Linked DNA regions of Mus musculus: all the other regions are linked to region 1. Evidence: chromatin contacts called from public Hi-C and Micro-C data. All regions are on one chromosome and are shown on one strand. Each heading gives the region's core, a stretch centred on a gene start, on an enhancer-like site or on the middle of the called end of the contact. The rest is flanking DNA. Distances are from core to core; before and after follow the strand shown. Region 1 overlaps Stard13 (StAR-related lipid transfer (START) domain containing 13). Region 2 overlaps Gm36447 (a long non-coding RNA gene). Region 3 overlaps Gm36447 (a long non-coding RNA gene).

Region 1 (3,101 bases), core at 415-2,914:
GAGATTTAATACTATTTAGATGAAATTTGAATTCTAATGCAGCACTCTCGCCCAGCCACTCCTTATAATGGAGCCGCAAGATTTAAAAGCCTAATAATTCTGGGAAGACACTTCATTTCCAGGGGAAGAGTTCTGTAACCTGCCGCCTGCACATCACCTTGTCGGCTGACTACCTGAGACAGGATGAAGGATGATCTGGAACCTTCCACAGAAACTGCTATTTGAGCCCAGGCTTTTAGGTAGCTGGGGATCGAAAACAAAAGGGAAAAAGGGGTGGAAGTAACCCAAAGGAGCACTTGAAACTCAACCTTTGGTCATTCGGCGGGGAGCTCGCAGGCAAGAGAGGTGCTCCTGCAGGGGGCGCTCCTGCAGAGGGTTCTTCATGGCTAAGCACCTTGTGCCTCCTGAGGAGAGCAGTGGAGATTGTAAAGAGCAGGCCTGCGGTGTAAATTCTGGGACCCAGTATAAAATCAAAGAGTACGATTTCTTGTTCATTTCTACTTTCATTTTTCAAAAGGGTTTAGTCATTTTTATCTTAAGTGCATGAGTGTTTTGCCTGCAAGTGTGTCTGTGCGCCACAGTGCATGTCCGGTGTCCACACAGGCCAGAAGAGGGCATCAGAGTCCCTCTAGAACTGGAATTACTGAAGGCCATGAGCTCCCATGTGGGTGCTGGGAGCTGAACCCAGGCACTCTGCAAGCTCCAGCCAGTCCTCATTCATATACGTGTGAGACTCTCAACTCTGACAACAGAGCATTAAACAGACTGAAAGACCCAGGTTACCTCTCAACCACAATGAGTATCAGAACAAACAAAACACTTTCTGTTCTTAGAACAAAGTATCTTAGGTCCAACATGCAAATGTACTGGAAGCTTTGCTACAAAGAAATGGCTATTGGCAATTAGTGTCTTTCACAGTTCAGAGATGGCCTCTCTTAGACTCCACACTACTACATCTTTAGAACTATTGTCTTACTGTGCCCAGTCACTGCTGACTGCCACTTCAGAAACCCAATCCTAAACCGGTCAGGGGTTCCCCACTTCATTCATGGAGAAGCAGCTAAGAGTCAGACAACAGAAACTCCTAAGTTTGTTTGTTCATCACCTCGCTGCTGTCCCTTGGAAGACTGCGTTTCTTGGGCCATTCTTAGGTTCTGTACCTAGAATCTGGTCTGGTTTTTTTAAATCATTTTGTATTTACCAAGCTTAGGAAAGCCCTTTCCTTCTAGGCTTCCAATACAGTCCACAGAACCCAGAGCTGTTTCCCACCTCTCCTGGAAGGTGAGGGTAGAACAGGAGGTTTCTGTCAGAATGAAGCAGAATGAATAGTTTCCCAATGACCCGGCCTGACCCCCTGCAGGCGGCTCAGTCAGAAGGCTCAGAGCCTGCAGCTAGAAAGCCCCAGATAGATTTGAAATAATAAAGATCACAGTGTTTTCCAAAAGAAGAAACTTGAGATCTGAACAATTCAAAGAAGGCGCCCATCCAGGATGTACACATGTACAGACTCACAAAGAGCCACAGGACACAGTGGGCCAACGGAGTGGGCTGGGCAGTACAACTAAAACATCCCTTTTGTAGACTCTCTTCCATGCTCCTCTGCTTGGGGGGGGGGGGGGGGTTGGGAAAGGGGGAAGAATTCCTTTCAAATGACATAAATAGTTGTGAATCACACTTAAGAATACACCCTCGGGGCACTGTGACCCAGTGCAGCACAGCTCTGAGGTATACACAGTCTGGAGCCTCCTTCCAGAAGTACGGATGTAAACAAACTGAAGCTGTATCCCCTTTCAATAAGCACCTGCCTCGCAGCTTGACTTCTTTCTTCCTTTCTCTTTTCCTGTCCTTTTAACAATGCCTACTTTCTTCCTGTGCACTGTGATGCAATTTGAAATACTTGCCAGATCGGGGAAAATAAATGTTCTTAAGACTGGTTGTGGAGAATCACCCAAATATAGCTAAACGTGGCATTTTCTAGACACTGCAGACTTGGAATGAAGTAACTAACACATTAAGTAGCAATCTGCCTGGATATCTTGATCTGTGGAATTCAGTGATAAGCCCAGGAATGCAAAGAGCTTTTCTTGAGAATTCTGTTCTTATGACCACAGAATGTACCCGTGTTTAATTTCCCCTGTGATCTATGCAGCTGACATGTACAGACTCCAACTGTCCTCTAATGGCTTGGAATTCTCCCCATGTTCCTGTAGTTTTTTTTTTTTTTCTTTTCTCTTTTTTTTTTCCCAAGTTAAGGTTGCTTTCATCTATAGCAACAAGCAAGAGACACCAGGGCATGGCAACCATACACATGTATTTCTCTGGGTATCTATGAGAAAGAGAAATGACCACTGGCCACTGATTACTGGTCTGGCTACTCAGAAACATTCCACCTTGCTCTTAAAGAAGTGAGCTAATCTGTATGCCACTGGGGAGCGAGGAGAGTGGAGAGCAGAAACTCAAAGTCTGGGTGTCGAGAACATGGTGCCTTGATATTGAGGCCCAGGATCCCAGGAAACCTCAGCTGTGGTTTGGATAGGGCAAGTCCTGGGTGAGAGGGCGCTAGAGGTGCTGAACCTAACCTACGCGTTCATTGTTCAACTCACTCATCCCTCTTTGGGTCCTTATTGCTCTGTTAGGAAGCAGTCAAACTGCTAAAAGTGAGAGGTTGGGATGGGGTGTAGGAAAAGGGTCTGGGATCTCAATAAGATAGCCACATACTCCATAGTAGGCAAGGTGACAAGGAAAGAAAGTTACTTCTGCTGGAGCATTTACAGCTACACTGAAATGGGCACAGTGTTCCCATGCCTCACTGTCAGTAAGAGATCAGCCTCACATTCTTACGCCACCGGCTGGTTTAAACCAGTACAGCTGATGAGCAGAGCACAAATCCAACCTCGAGCACATACTTGTGTTTCCTCAAGTGCTGACCCTGGAGGAACTGGAATTTCTACCAAGCGTCTTCTTCTTCATACTTTTTAAAAAATAGAAGCTTCTCTTCCCTCACAGGACATTTCTTTTAAATTTTCCCACATACGGTACTATCTATAAAAGGCCACCCAGGAGGGAGTCATGTTCCTCCCCAACTGATCATGTAAAGTTCC
Region 2 (3,061 bases), core at 447-2,946, 200 kb after region 1:
GCTTTTGAGACAGGTCTTGCTGTGTATCCCAGACTCTGCTGAAACTTACAATCCTGCTTCAATCTCTGTAAGACCCCCAACCCTCAGTCTGTGGTACTTACTTCGAGGCACACCCCCCTTCCCCGAGTGAGACACTGAGAAGCAGATCAGTGCAAAAGCAAGAGGTTTATCTCTGGCATGTCGGAGTCAACCTTCAATTAATCCCTCAAGGTGAGTAACTGGAAGAGGACCCCAATGGCTATTACAAGCAGTTCTTATACTTTTTAGGGGCACAGGTTACATCAGCAAGATTACAGGTCAAACTTATTGACTAAGCATATTGACCTTTAAATCTATTGGCTAGCAAGCATGGGCAGATCATTGACACACATTTGAACTCTATCTGAGACTTTCCAGAGGGTCAGGTGACTATCAGTCAGTACATTCTGCAGTTTGTCTGAGAATTGTTTACTCAAGAATGTTGCTGGGGGCTGGAGAGATGGCTCAGTGGTTAAGAGCACTGACTGCTCTTCTGAAGGTCCTGAGTTCAAATTCCAGCAACCACACGATGGCTCACAACCATCCGTAATGAGATCTAATGCCCTACAGTGTATTTACATATAATAAATAAATAAATCTTAGGGCCAGAGCCAGCGGGGCTAGAGCAAGAAGAAAAAGTGTCTGAAGAAAGCTACAGTGTACTTACATATAATAAATAAATAAATCTTAAAAAAGAAGGAGAAGGAGGAGAAGGGGGAGGAGGAGGGGGAGGAGGAGGAGGAGGAGAAGGGGGAGGAGGAGGGGGAGGAGGAGGAGAAGGAGAAGGAGAAGGAGAAGGAGAAGGAGAAGGAGAAGGAGAAGGAGAAGGAGAAGGAGAAGGAGAAGAGGAATATTCCTGTGGATGGAAAATGGAACTTGGCCTATGGCCTAGCCTTGACCCCAGGTGGGAGGGGGAATCTGTAGGGGGGAGGCAGTGTAAGACTGGTCAAAGCCCTTAGGGTCCTTCCCCTCCAGATTGCTAGATTATAGGTAGGTGTAATGGTCTCTACTTCGAGTGCTTGAGAATGCCCCACCCCACCCTGTGGGCTCACATCCAAATTCTTGGTTCGTGAACTATTTGGGGAAGTCCTCCCCACCTGGAAACTGTGAGCAAGTCCCCAGCTTTCTCTTCTAAGTTGCCTTGGTCATGGTGTCTCTTCAGAGCAGTAGGCCAGTAATTACAACACCCACATTCCAATGCAGGTTTTAAAACTCATAATGAGATAAATAACTTTCTTTCCAGAGTCCATTGGTGTGACTCTCCCTGTCCTCGGGGATTGTCAGCCAATACAGGTCTGCGAGGATGAGAGGATGGAAGGGCAAAGGGAGCAGAGACATCAAAGAGGGGGTGGTGTGGGGTATGGAAGCCCTGTGAGTGCTTGCAGTAATGACAACATTGAGCCCAGCTGCGGGGAGACAGATCCACTTTACTTGGGGTGATTTGAGGCTTAGATAGTTTGGGGAACTGGTGTTAGGAACATCCAGGATGGGCAAAGGTCATTAGCTGAAGGCTTAGGGTACTGAAATGCCTCATTAGCCTGGGGAAGCATTTCAGGAATCTCAGGTGCTAGCTGAACAGGTTCTTATCAGGAGAAAGGAAGTTGAATCTGTAATCTAACCAAGGCTACAAGACCTTCTGCTGGGGTGTGTGTGTGGAGGTGGGGGTGGGGAGTTAAATTCTTCAGACAAGGTCAAAGGAGAAGCCCTGTCAAATGACGGGAGTTCTCCATATTGTGCAGAGCCCCTGAAGGTTATCTGGCTGTGGTGGACTTCGACTTTAATTAGCAGAGTTTCCCTGTACACTGGGGGAATGAGAATGGTCTCCAAAACAACTGTGTAGAATTAACCCACTGAGCAACAACGGCCATAAGCTCTGCCTTTGCCCTGCCATCATCGCCAGCACTGAGACTGGTCAAAAAATAACACAATCTTGAACTAAAGATCTAGGAGGGAGATCCATGCTCCCAGAAGCTAGAGCAAGGGCAGAGATATCTGGACTCATTGGTGGTATGCTGACTTTGGAGAAGGGACATCTTTCAACTTGTGACGACACAGGAAGGAGTGTGAAACTTCAGATGAACAAATCTGAAGATGGTATGAGGAAGAAACCAAGGGAATTCTATGATTGTGACTTAGCTCTGGAGCAATGGTCTGTGGCCACAACAGGGTAATGCTGAGATGCAACCAATCTAGCCTGTTCTGCTAGATCAAGTTAAACAGACAGTTACATTATTTTTTGATTACTTGGTATTCTTCTCATTGATTCTTTCTTCCTACCAATTGTTGTGGTATAATTTGGGAAGCACTTTCATTCTTTTGTTTGTTTGGTTGGTTTTGTTTTTGTTGATCATTTTTTCAAGACAGGGTTTCTCTGTGCAGTCCTGGCTGGCCTGGAACTCCCTCTTTAGACCATGCTAGCTTCAAAATCAGAGATCTGCCTGTCTCTGCCTTTCAAGTGCTGGGATTAAATGTGTGTGTGTGTGTGTGTGTGTGTGTGTGTGTGTGTTACCACACCCAGTTAAGAGCCTTAATTCTTGAATCCATGTCAAAGGCTGAGCTGTCAGCTACCTGACCCACCTCCAGTACCTCACAGTGAGCCAGAGAGGAGGGAAAAACTGTTGCTTTTGTTAAAATGGGGAGTGCCAGGCTTCAGGCCTCCCAAATTTGTTCAAACAATCTCTCCACCAAATCAAGTGGCCTTCCCCAAGTCCCACAGATGGGCAGTGGTGGATCAAGGTTTGGGTCTCAAGATTCTCCTCTGCCGTGGAGACGACGGGCCACTGTGAAAAAAGCAGAGTAGATGGTGGGTGTTTCTGTCTCACAGTGCCGTGGTGCTATCAATCCTTCCTCGAATCCTTCTCTGGGGCCTTCAAGCTGTCCTGCATCTGAGATACCCTTGTAAAGGTCCAATGATCTGAGCAGCCAACAATGTTGCAGCACTACAGACAGACAAGATGAGAAACCGTAGTGCCCTTCCATCCACAGAAACAGGGAGAAGGCAAGTGCCATAAATACAGGCCTTCTGTTGAAAGAAGCAAGGGAG
Region 3 (2,700 bases), core at 97-2,596, 240 kb after region 1:
CCGGTATTCTCATATCTAAGACCAGTAGGTGTTCCATCTGCACTCAACCTGGGTCCTGTCCTGGAGCATGTGACCAGGACATCCCACTTGAGGATCATAATGACCACTGAGTCCTCCAAACCAATGAGGTATCTAGATGGGCTGACTGGAGGGTTTAACTTTAAGCTTTCCATCCAAGACATTCCTTCCTGCAAAAGGTATGTAATCTCTGGTCCACCCCGAGTAAGTTGTATGCACCCATTTCCCATGATGAACAATGAACAAAATGTTTGAACAAGCAAGAACCACCATGGGGGGAAGCCTTCATTATATAGAGCTGCTAAAGTCTCCCACAGAAGGCCCCTCCATGCTCCTGGACACTCACCCCTGAGCTAAGCCATCCTAGGCTAAGCAGGAGTCTTCCCCCTGCTCCACTCCCATTGCAGGCCCACATGGCCCTGCTTCATTCCTGACTCTACGAGGTTCCCAGTGATGACTAGACAACCCCAGGAGTTTGGGAATCAGCCCCCACCTCTTCAGCCTCAGCCTGCCTTACCCGGGCTGGGGTCCCCATCTTCAGCTACCTCCCCTTTCATCTGCCCAAGCAGAGTTCACAAACCACAGCATCGAGGTGAGATGCAGAACCACAAACCCCTCCCACCCCTTCAGTCGCCTTTTGTCAAGTATTCTGTCACAGCAAGGAGAAAAGTAGCGGCACGTGCATTTCTATCTTTTCCTTCAGGACAAATGCTTTAAGAACTATCACCTCTTACCTATACGTGGACAGGATCACCAGCACAATGACCACAATGTCATCTCTGAGTTTATGACACAGGCTTTGACAGCAAAATTTCAAAAGTTAAAAATACAAATTTAAAAACAGGTACTATCTCTGACAATTTAAAATAAATTGTGCTAAATATTCTGAAACATGTAAAATGGAGCTAGGAATAGGCTTGCGGACGACACGCAATATCTGAGTTCAAACAACAAGAGGATGCAGAATGGCTATGGGCAGGGAGACACAGAGAGGCAGAGTTTGTGCAAACTAAAACAGAGAGCAAAAGGCTCACAGCTTTTAAATCGGGGCATAAGACTACAAGTGTTTATTATACTATTCTTGGTTTTGTAAAATATTCCTTGATGGAAAAAAAAAATCATGATGTGCAATCTTAAAGAAGGAACCCTACATGATACAATTTCACAGAAAACCACAGACAGATCTCCCTGTTCATTCAAGACTACTCAATCCTGGAATACACCAATACTAAAATAAGGACAGAACATTTTTAGAATAGTAGTAGGTTCATCCCTGGGGCTAGTGAGCTCAACCAAGGGATCTTAGCCAAATGATCAGGCACAGCACAGATTAGCACAACTCTCAGACCTCCTCAGAGAAGCTTGTGTAATGAAGGGCAGTTGGAGAAACGACTGCCCCACTCAGAGGCTAGCATAACCATTTTCAGTCTTAACAAGGTGAAGGCAGAGCATGCCTTTAATCCCAGCACTCGGGGAGGCAGCAGAGGATGGCAGATCTCTGAATTTAAGGCCAGCTTGGACCATAAAATGAGTTCAAGGCCGGCTAAGTTTACCCAGAGAACTCCTGTCTCCAAAACAAAACAAGACAGCAAAAGCAGAACAAAAAACCAAAACAATTTTTTTTCATCTTTTGCAAAGTAGTTTATATTTGGGGGGCCTTTCCTAAAGATACTACCAGGATCTTCAAAATGGAAGTTAGCAAGCTGAGTTGTCTGAGAAAAGGCCAAGACTAGCTAAGAATCACCCGGGTATTTTAAAAATCAAGACTAAAACACTTCTTGTAATAAGTATAGAAAAACACCACATAGATGTAGGGCTGGTAACGGTGACATAGGCACAAAGAGATTAAGTTCAGAAAGAGATTGAGGCGTAGGGAGACTCCGTTCCCAGATCTGTGTCAGTGGCATGCAATGTGCAGATAGTCCGGGGATTAAGTAACGTAAAGAACTGAAGTATTAGAAGAAAATAGGAAAATATTTTCAATATCTTATAATAAACATGAAACACAGAAGCCAAATGAAAGAGGCAGGCACATTAGAGGAGTTCACAGCGACAGGACTCTAAGCTGGGCTGGGTGTTGCCGAGTCACACTGAGAGACCAGAGGGTGACTAAAGCAGGGAGATCTCAAACTCAAGACTGCTGAGAAAACAGTTAATTCAGGGCCAATCTAGACAATGTAGTACTTGTTTGTTTGTTTGTTTTTCTCAAGATAGAGTAAAAAATAGGGGTGGTTGATTGGGAATGTGGTTCAGTGGTAGACCACTCACTTAATTTAGCATGCAGACTGTGTTTGATCTCCAACATCTCAAGCAAATTAAAAAGTAACATTTCTATAGCATGTAACAGAAGGGAAAAAAAAGTTCTATGCCAGAAGAAAACTTAGTATGTAAAGACTCTCAGGAAGACGATACGCTAACACAGCATCTATATAAACTCAAACCATACTGTCCTTTAAATAAAAGAGGAAATGGAGAACCACAAGGCATGGTGGTCTGGATTAGCAGGCCCCCATAGGCTCATAGGTTTCAATGTTTGGTCCCAGTTGGTACAACTGCCTGAGAAGGACTAGGAGGGAGGGGTGGCCTTGTTGGTGGTATGACGTCACTGGCAACAGGCCTTGAGGTTCATGAGCCTACATCCCTCTCAGGTCTCTCCTCGTGGACTAGATGTAAGCTCTCTCA

Evidence for each region. A called contact is a pair of places that touch in the nucleus more often than the background predicts.
Region 2: a contact with region 1 is called in a Micro-C map of trophoblast stem cells, with 2.2 times the contacts expected there. The contact joins two enhancer-like sites. A contact is called at or near these places in 3 of 484 Hi-C or Micro-C datasets (cerebral cortex, nephron progenitors and trophoblast stem cells) and 2 of 115 datasets of contacts at active chromatin or transcription factors (stem cell-derived neural progenitor cells and trophoblast stem cells).
Region 3: a contact with region 1 is called in a Hi-C map of uterus, with 1.9 times the contacts expected there. The contact joins two enhancer-like sites. A contact is called at or near these places in 6 of 484 Hi-C or Micro-C datasets (cerebral cortex, embryonic fibroblasts and uterus), 1 of 115 datasets of contacts at active chromatin or transcription factors (extraembryonic endoderm stem cells) and 1 of 9 other capture datasets (embryonic stem cells).

Annotation. Positions count from the first base shown.
Region 1 is chr5:151,053,139-151,056,239 of GRCm38.p6, reverse strand. The region is part of intron 7 of Stard13 (StAR-related lipid transfer (START) domain containing 13); the gene reads left to right. Among named protein-coding and RNA genes, the nearest start is that of Kl, 100 kb to the right of the region's middle. Within about 2 kb of position 1,664, at least 80 of the 459 cell types and tissues checked have an H3K27ac peak or open chromatin away from gene starts, as enhancers often do. A contact at or near this core is called in trophoblast stem cells and uterus, where this site is marked.
Region 2 is chr5:150,849,631-150,852,691 of GRCm38.p6, reverse strand. The region is part of intron 1 of Gm36447 (a long non-coding RNA gene); the gene reads right to left. Among named protein-coding and RNA genes, the nearest start is that of Gm36447, 36 kb to the right of the region's middle. Within about 2 kb of position 1,696, at least 17 of the 459 cell types and tissues checked have an H3K27ac peak or open chromatin away from gene starts, as enhancers often do. A contact at or near this core is called in trophoblast stem cells, where this site is marked.
Region 3 is chr5:150,816,872-150,819,571 of GRCm38.p6, reverse strand. It overlaps Gm36447 (a long non-coding RNA gene), which reads right to left. Exons shown (of 4, transcript XR_377280.3): 1 at 1-2,700. Among named protein-coding and RNA genes, the nearest start is that of Gm36447, 3.3 kb to the right of the region's middle. Within about 2 kb of position 1,346, at least 6 of the 459 cell types and tissues checked have an H3K27ac peak or open chromatin away from gene starts, as enhancers often do. A contact at or near this core is called in uterus, where this site is marked.